Linked DNA regions of Mus musculus: regions 2 and 3 are each linked to region 1. Evidence: chromatin contacts called from public HiChIP or PLAC-seq and promoter capture Hi-C data. All regions are on one chromosome and are shown on one strand. The core of a region is the stretch at or near the end of the contact, and the rest is flanking DNA. Distances in the headings are between cores, read along the strand shown.

Region 1 (2,805 bases), core at 171-2,670:
TTGACTGCTTTTCTAGTAAATTATCTATGGTGTTCCTTGTGGTACTTGGATGTTTCTAAATACCAGAGTTTTAAATTTTCAAGAATTTTAAAAGAACTAGTACTCTTGTGTGAGAACACACATACGCACACTCACACGTAATTTACACATTTTAGAAACCTTTACATGTTCATCATATGCACTCTATAACGTTAGCTACCCAGGATGGAGACTCTCTAGCTCCTTCCACAGCTCTGACGCTTTGATTTCCTGTGGCACAGAAATGGTCTCCGAGCGAACTCCGGCTATTTCAGCACTTTTTGCAAAATACAACACGTCAATCTGAAAGGAGAGAGGATAGTCTAAATAACCCGCACCAAGAAGGCTCCTCGCTCCCCAAATGCAATGGCTCACAAAACTTCAGTATTGGCCTGGTGGTGGTGACACATGTCTTTAAACCCAGAACTGGGGAGGCAGAAGCAGTCAGATCTATGTGAGTTCAAGACAAGCCTGGTCTACCAGAGTGTAGTTCTGGAGAGCCAGGACTACACAGAGAAACCCTGTCTCGAAAAACATAAACAAACAAACAAAACACTTCCATATATCTATAGATTCATATTTGAGACAAACGCTTTAAAATCACTTCTGATTTCTGCCTACTGTTCAGACCTCTCACAATCTCAAGCTTGTGTGGCAGCATTAAAATCCTACTAAATTTCCTTAGAAAACATGCTAAGTCTGACTTGACACGGAATCGATTCTTCCATCAGCCGCGAAGCAGAGACAGAGGTCTGAGTCAGGGGGTGGATTACACAAGTAAATTAAATAACCCAGTCAGCAAAGGCCTAGCTTTCATTTCACAGTGGTCAAATGACCTTTGATTCCGTCCTACATTACGATTGAGTTACAAAACACAGAACATTTGACATGCAGCAAAGCAAATGGGCTTGAATTACAGGATCAACTGGTAGTTTCTAGGCCAAACCCGTGTAATCAGCCTGGGAACTAAGGGACCTGACTGTGCACAAGGTCTCACCTGTCACTCAGTACAACTCGGTCTCTCCACAATAATCACGGCTGCTGCAAACTATCCTGAGCCTGTCAATCATTGGGTGATGCGCATTTCCTCACAATAATTCCTAACTAGGAGCGTTTTAATTTTAAAAAGTGTCAAAATAAATCATCCGGAATGGTAGGGAAAAAAACCGTCTAGGTAATCGGTCGTGAAGGCCATGACCTGGACACCAGAGTTCGGGGACAGAACTTGACATTCAGCGAGCAGCAGGCGCAAGACCCGGAACCCGGGAGGAGTTAGAGAGGAAGGGGCGCCCCAGCCGCGCGAACCAACTCTTACCTGGCACCTAGGAACCATCCCGCTACACACCGCGAAGCCAGTTCTCCAACCCCTAGAGGCGCCGGTGACTCAGAGCGCATGCGCAGCCGGATGCTCCACCTTCTGGGTGGTGCTCAACCCCGGGCGTGTGGACACTGCGCCTGCGTACACTTCGCTCCGCCCCGCCACGCCTCCTGCACCCACAAAAGTTTACTCTGCTTTTGGATCCCAGTGCTGCGACCTCTTGTGTGACCCGGCAGGGTGGCCTTCCCCAGGCTAACCTATGCGGCCCCTCCATCCAGTGTGGGATCCGGGTTCTTATTCGCAGCGTGGAGACGGTATCTGACTGTCACTTCAGTGTTTTAGGCGCTCAGGAGTTTCTGAGCCAGCGACCCCATCCAGACTTCCTAGGTACACATCTCTGCCTTAGTTGTCGCGTGGGTACGTGGATTTAAGTGGCCCTCGCTGGGCGCTCAGTCCGGGTTAACCGTAACTGTGTTCCAACTGTAATCTTAGTAAAAACCTTACCTTTCAGTTGAGAGTGGCGGGGGGCGTGGCTGGGTCACCTGCTGTAGGAAGTCTCACCGAGGAGATTCTTGTGCCAAATACATTTGCCAAAATAGTAACAAATACGGAAGGAAAGGACATTTCACGTTCTGTGTCAAGCTATGGGAACGTAAAAATTGGGTAATAAATTTCCAGAAGGAAAATAGTTGGCAAGATGGGTGTACTCAGTTCAAGGAAGAAATAGAAATGCAGAAGGGGAAGGGTGGGCAGAGGGGAGTAATAAGCCCGATTATGATTTGCATCAACATTTATTTTGATAAGGTTGCTAAACATTAAGGTTAAATATTTATGTCCACATGCTGTTAGGTAAACGAGGAAACTGACAGTCACTCTGGGCTCCTGGGTCGTTTCCAGTGACAGCAATGAGCAATATCTTCAATAGGCTAAGAAACAATGCATAGTTCAATGTGGTTTTGCAAACAAACTGGTGCATATAAAGGCTAGAGCCTATCATTCCTGCTTGGGGGCGGAGAGGGCAGGTGGGACCTCAAAAATTGCCTAAGAGCTCTTCCTAAAAACTTCCTTTGGTGGACTCAGAGATGAGACAGGGTTAAGCCTGTGCTAGGCTGCTCTGCCAGAGGACGCAGGTTCAATTCCCAGCATCCACATAGGCGGTGCTCAGACACTCATACAGGCAAAACACCCACACACATAAGAAATAAAATCTTAACAAGGACAAAGACAAAGCTCAATAATGTTTTACTCTATTCAAATATTAAAAATCCAATTATGAGACCATGACATCAGGATAATGCCATTCATTTTGAAAATATCCTCTTTATTCTACAAGATTCTTAGGGCTGAGATGTTGCTTAGTGTAAAGTCACAATCCACAGCACTGAACAGTAAAAATTTTTAAAATTCTTTTACAAGTTAAAAGAAATAATGTTTTCAAATGGCACACATTTTCCTGCGGTTTTTCTGTT
Region 2 (2,940 bases), core at 352-2,851, 390 kb before region 1:
GTGAATGACAGATACTGGGAGAAAAGTGAATATATTTTTCTATTTGAAAAGGACAAACCACACGAGAAATGTGTTTAGGATGCATAATGCGGGTTCAATACAACAATGGTGCACTCTCACAGAAAAAGATTTTAGTCTGTACATGCAGGGTCACATGATCACAGCATGGTATTACACAGCTAAGGCTCCACAGACTGAAACTTGGCATTCCACCCACACATAGTACAGGTTGGTTCTGATTTACAGCTAACAGTGAAAGAGAATGCAGGCTGTCATAGACTGAGAAGGCTTCAAACAGAACTCAAGTAAATGGGAGTAATTGCTACTATATGTATCTTCATGCCCCTTGCCAGAACTCACCATCTTCTGCCACCTCCGGTAACCAAGGAAACGCTGAAAGGCATTTCACTCGGAGCTCCCATGAATTTCCTGTTCGTCATTCTCCGCTGTTGATTTATCACGCTAAGTGACCGGAGTTCTGCAAAGCTAGTTTCAGGAATCGGCTGCAGGATCAGCAAAGTATACCCACAAACAGAAGTGTGTGTTTCTAATTTTTACTTTTTAAACTTTTCATTTCTAGTGTTATTGATCTTATTGTTCATATTTTCATCGAAAAGATTAAAAGTCTGATAGATTTTCCCTGGGCTCATGTGGTTTTCTGTTTGGTTGGTTGGTTGGTTGGTTGGTTGGTTGGTTGGTTGGTTGGTTTTGGTTTGTTTGTTGACAAACAGAAAAAAAAATTAAAGGATTTAAAGAAGGAAAAATATAAAGCCTTCCTAAGAAAACACATAATGCATCTTAAAAAGAGAGAAAGGCTGGGAGCAGTTTGTAATTGTAATAGTTTGGTATTGTGGAAGGATACACATCTTCAGGAAATCACAGAGCAATGACAGTGGAAGCTAGAGGACCTTGACCTTGATCCTCTGACTCCTGAGACACCAGGTTCCAACATGCAGCCTTCAGAGACTTGCTGCGGGAAAAGAAGAGGAAGGTATGAGAGTAAAGATAACTCTTCACATCTCATATCTATGATTATTAACAGTAGCCAGCATATTTCTTGGCCAGCATAGTATGCCCATTATATTAATCCCACATTCTGAATGGGTCAATGAAAATAGCATCAGTGTTGTTACTACTAAAATTCACTCTTCCTTATCTAAAGTGTCTCTGCAAGACAGAGTCCCCCACCTCTACAAAACAAACCCCAACTCAGTTCCAGTCTGAAACTTGGAAACCCAGATGTACAAGCCCAGATCTAGATATAGCCACAGCCTCAACTTCACCACAACTTCTGGTTTCTGAATCAGCAATTCATACTTACAAAACAGACATATGAATAAATGTGTTAAATCACAAAGAAACTAGTTTGACGTTGTCTTCTGTTTTAGTCTTCTGGGCACACTCTTAAAATAAATATAAATTCTTTTCATCCTATATCTATCCAATTTAAGTTTGGCATATAGTTTAGTATATCCACAGGTGAACCAATAAGGTTACTTTAGGTTAGAAAGAGAGTGTGCCATCACCTAAGAACTGAATGGAATGCCATCCCTTGTCAACTGTGGTTTAGATGAGCATCTTCAGTCAACGGGAAGAGATAAGTCATACTGTTTCTTAGAGGCTCATTCTGTTGTAATGCTTATCTTGGGTAATCTGCGCTGACTGCAATACTAGTATTTCCCCATATTTCTCACATCCTCAAAAATTAACAGATCATGGAGTTTATATTTAAGAGTGATATCTCCTCATTGATTTGAAAAGATCAGAGTACTCTTAGACACACCCTGAATAAAAACATGGTATTAATAATGTGGCAAGCAGATGCAGTATACTGAATTGATAAGCTCAGCCAGCCTAAATATACTCATAACTGCTTTTGATTCTGAAAAAAAAGGGTATATTAAGACCAGGAACAATTATCATCCCCATAGCTACAATTACAAACAAAGTGGTTGATTTATCATAGACTCTCAGTAAAGACGTATTGATTGACAGAATGAATGACTAAACGGCTGAAAAATAATTTAGCATGTCAAGATAGTTTTAGTTGAAGAATCATAATCGATGCAACATCTAATTTGCTGTTAGAGAAAATGGGCCAGGAGGAGGAGGAGGTGCCAGACAATTTGTGATCTTGTTGATATTACTAATTCATTAGAAGATACAAAGTGAAACCCAAAACATTCAATTATGTGTGCAATGATAGGTCTTTCCTTGCTGATTATTTTCAAGTAACTGTAAGTTCAAAACAAAGTGTAAGAGCAGAGGTTCTAAAAGCCTCTACCAAATCTCTACACAATGTAGAATTCCTGGCTGTAAATCAATAGTATTTTTATTTTCCTTCACATGTGTGTTTATGTGTATTTAGATCTATGCAATTTTATCACCTGAAAATTTACAAGATCCTCAATAATGTTCTTTTTGTGTGGTGTGTATGTGTGTGTATGCATATGTGTATGTGTGTTCAAATATATTGTATAAATAGATGAAAATAGGTCATTTAACTAAAAAGGGTACTGGAAAAGGGGAAGGACTGAAAGAACTAAAGGGGTTTGCAACCCAATAGGAAGAACAACAATATCAACCAACCAGACACCCCAGAGATCCCAGGGGCTAAATCACCAACCAAAGAGTACTCATGGAAGGACCAATGGCTCCAGTTGCATAAGTAGCAGAGGATGGCCTTGTCGGGCATCAATGGGAGGGGCCACCCTTGGTCCCATGAAGGCTACATGCCTTGTAGGAGAATGCCAGGGTGGGGAGGCTGGAGTGGGGAGGATAATACCCTCATAGAGGCAGGGGGTGGTAGAATGGAATAGGAGTCTTGCAGAGGGGATACCTGGAAAGGGGATAACATTTGAAATGTAAATATAGAAAATATCCAATTAAAAAAGAAGAAGAGATTTTAAAGGAGGGACAAGGAAATAAAGAGAACATGTG
Region 3 (3,052 bases), core at 550-3,049, 510 kb after region 1:
ACTGCTCAGCAGAGGCAGGTGAATTTCTGAGTTCGAGGCCAGCCTGGTCTACAAAGTGAGTTCCAGGACAGCCAGGGCTATACAGAGAAACCCTGTCTTAAAAAAACCAAAAAAGAAAAAAAAAAAAAAAAGGAAAAAGAATTCTCATTACAAGAAGGTTTTGCAGATATATTAAAGTCAGGAGGTAATGGAGAAGCTAGAGAAAGCACCCAAGTTGCTGAAAGGGTCTGCAACCCTATAGGTGGAACAACAATATGAACTAACCAGTACCCTCAGAGCTCGTATCTCTAGCTGCATATGTAGCAGAAGATGGCCTAGTTGACCATCACTGGGAAGAGAGGCCCCTTGGTATTGCAAACTTTATATGCCCAGTACAGGGGAATGCCAGGGCCAAGAAGTGGAAGTGGGTGGGTAGGGGAGCAGGGCAGGGGGTGGGTAATAGGGAACTTTCAGGATAGCATTTGAAATGTATATAAAGAAAATATCTAATAAAAAATTAATTAAAAAAAAGAAAAAAAAAGAAAACTATTAAACATGTAATGGAACAAGAAAAAAAAGTCAGGAGTTTCTAGACATTTGTGACAGCTTAATTTCTATATATTTATAAATTCTAAATATATTTATAAATTCTAAACGTGAACAAAAATAGCTCTTTAAAATAAAAAAATAGATATTTATTATATAACCACATTGAGAAACAACATTCCAATCTTAAGAAGTGTTTTGCCTAATTTTTTATTTTATTAAAGAGAATTCTTTGGGGGCTGGAGAAATGGCTCAGAGGTTACACTAACTGCTCTTCCAGAGGTCCTGAGTGTAGTTCCCAGCAACAACATGGTGGCTTATAACCATCAATAATGAGATCTGGTGCCCTCTTCTGGCATGTAGGCATATATGCAGGTAGAATAATTATATATATATATAATAAACATATACTATATATATATATAAAATAAATGTTAGAATCCTTCATGTGTTTAGTGACTGGTGTTTTTGCACAACATTATTGGATTTATAAGATTCATCTGTTCTATTAAAGCAACACCTTGGGGTTTTTCAATTGGAGTTTTTAACCTATAAATTCTGAAGTGAAGAATCTCATGTAGATCTTTAATGAATGATGGTTAATCATTGATTTGTAATCAAGTCTCCTTACACTGTGAAGTATCGATACTATATTAATCCTCTGACCCTTGCTTCTCTTGGACTAAGGGAAGCCACTGTGTAGTTTTGTCCTGGTCGACGTCACAGGACTACTAGCTCACCTGGAACTGGTTCCGGATCCGTTTGTTTTCCTTGCTTGCTTGGTGCTCTGACTTAGTCCTGAAACCTGTTGCTTCTGGTTAAAAGGCGTAGTCTTTCTGACAGTCCAGTGGAGAGCACAGGCGCTTAGCAAGTCCTGACTTGTTTTAGCCGGGAGTCGATTCACAAATTTCACTCTAGCCTGTCCAGCTGCTTCTCCAACAACCCAAGAGAGACATTGATCTTCAGACGAGAAGCAAGACCCGAAACTGCTGATGAAGTCTGGGCTTCACTGTGGTGCTTTTCTGGGATTCCTGTATGATACGACCCCTATCAAAACCTTCAGCACAGATTTCTCATGTAGACAAGCTGCACTTTCTGCTTGATTTCTGCATGTTCCTATGTGTCCAAACTATAGAATTCTTAGGGGGAAAAGTATGAACTATTTTCAAATACAGTTTCTTTGGAGTGGAAGGATTCTTTCTAGTTATGGCTGCTTTTGGTCTTTCTCTCATTCATTTTCTCTGTTTTGCTCTGCATGCATTTGTTAGTCAGGTAGATTTCTTAGAAAGGAGTTTCTTTATCATCACTAACTTGGAACCTTGCCAGCTGAGAATTGAGGCAACAGTAGAAAAGTAGAAGTAGAAGTATAAAGATTGGAAGGCATACAGCTGGAGAGGGTAGGGCATGGGAGCTTATGGGAAAGATTGGTATTCAAAGTGAGCCGTGGGATGTGGTTGGGGTGGCCGCCCACATATACAGATGCTAACGGAGGACTCCATAGAAGGAACAATCAAACTGATAAGGAATTTCATACAGCTTACCTGTTCATAGAAACAAGTCTGATTTGACTAGTTACTTCTAAGGCAATAATTAAGAAGTCTGAAAAACAGTTCTGATGATGCCTCACAAGAACTTAAATGGTGAGGAGGTGGGAACCACTGTGTAGACAGGAGAGATGGTTTGAGGTGTTAGAACTGGCACTGAGTTTTGGACATAAGTGATAGGAAGATAAGTCTGGTAACATGCTAAGGATGTGTTGGAACTTAAAAAAGACAGAAAGGTTAAGATCTGGTAGCAATATAACCTAGAAAGAACTATAACTATAGATGAAGGAGAAGGAGCCTGGCACACCAAGCTGAGAGAACGTTTTACCACATAACTTCCACGTATTTCTCCATAAAGCTAAAACAATGAAAATCTGTCATCCTTACAGGAAATGGAGTTGTTGTTCTTCTTCCTTTTTTTTTTTTTTATTCTCATTCTGAACTAAGCCATCGTGCTTGTTGAGACATCAGATCACTCAGTCATGTTTATATTAGCACCTCTGAGGATAGTTTATTAAACTACCAGCTGAGAAATTATATGCACTTTGAAAAGGAACATCAGGACAAAATGATCATTTGTTTTTGGTAGTAATGTAGCCAGCCAATATAAGATTTTTCTTTCCTTACAAGGGGAATTTATGACAGGAATGTATATAATTCTAGGGATCATAATGGAATCCCAGAAAAGTGGCACAGTGACGCCCACCCAGAACTTCATCAGCAGTTTGGGAGACTGCAGATCAGTGAGAGCGCCTTCAGTGTTTGGTTTATATTTCAGATCTTGCTGATGTCCAGTTTACTCAGAATATTTCTTCCTTTTTTCTTCTTCTCAAGATTGAGTAGCATGTAGTGCAGACTGACATTAAGTTCTCTATGTAGTGAGGCAAGACTTTAACTTTTCAAACCTCCTTCCTCCACACCAACGTGCTGAAACTACAGGTGCATGCTTCCCATATGTGGTTTGTATTCAGTCCTGGGGATTA

What was found. Promoter capture Hi-C pulls out the DNA fragments that hold promoters and counts their contacts. HiChIP or PLAC-seq counts read pairs in DNA pulled down with a chosen protein or histone mark.
Region 2: a contact with region 1 is called in an H3K27ac HiChIP or PLAC-seq map of bone marrow-derived dendritic cells, with 3 times the contacts expected there. The contact joins the enhancer-like site here to the promoter of Mocs2 in region 1. A contact is called at or near these places in 10 of 39 promoter capture datasets (the 3T3-L1 cell line, 3T3-L1-derived adipocytes, the C10 cell line and 4 more), 6 of 484 Hi-C or Micro-C datasets (the G1E-ER4 cell line, cortical neurons, ganglionic eminence and 2 more), 2 of 115 datasets of contacts at active chromatin or transcription factors (bone marrow-derived dendritic cells and bone marrow-derived macrophages) and 1 of 9 other capture datasets (pancreatic islet).
Region 3: a promoter capture Hi-C map of embryonic stem cells shows a contact between it and region 1, with 2.3 times the contacts expected there. The contact joins the enhancer-like site here to the promoter of Mocs2 in region 1. A contact is called at or near these places in 6 of 39 promoter capture datasets (the 3T3-L1 cell line, 3T3-L1-derived adipocytes, embryonic stem cells and 2 more), 1 of 484 Hi-C or Micro-C datasets (embryonic stem cells) and 1 of 115 datasets of contacts at active chromatin or transcription factors (stem cell-derived neural progenitor cells).

The regions. Positions count from the first base shown.
Region 1 is chr13:114,816,852-114,819,656 of GRCm38.p6, reverse strand. Mocs2 (molybdenum cofactor synthesis 2) reads right to left here and starts at 1,420. Exons shown (of 6, transcript NM_001113374.1): 1 at 1,334-1,420. Gm34790 (a long non-coding RNA gene) reads left to right here and starts at 1,433. Exons shown (of 3, transcript XR_382937.4): 1 at 1,433-1,723.
Region 2 is chr13:115,208,307-115,211,246 of GRCm38.p6, reverse strand. No RefSeq gene overlaps it. Among named protein-coding and RNA genes, the nearest start is that of Gm25985, 94 kb to the right of the region's middle. Within about 2 kb of position 1,601, at least 29 of the 459 cell types and tissues checked have an H3K27ac peak or open chromatin away from gene starts, as enhancers often do. A contact at or near this core is called in bone marrow-derived dendritic cells, bone marrow-derived macrophages and myeloid progenitors, where this site is marked.
Region 3 is chr13:114,309,083-114,312,134 of GRCm38.p6, reverse strand. All of the region lies in intron 3 of Ndufs4 (NADH:ubiquinone oxidoreductase core subunit S4), which reads left to right. Among named protein-coding and RNA genes, the nearest start is that of Ndufs4, 77 kb to the left of the region's middle. Within about 2 kb of position 1,799, at least 10 of the 459 cell types and tissues checked have an H3K27ac peak or open chromatin away from gene starts, as enhancers often do. A contact at or near this core is called in embryonic stem cells, where this site is marked.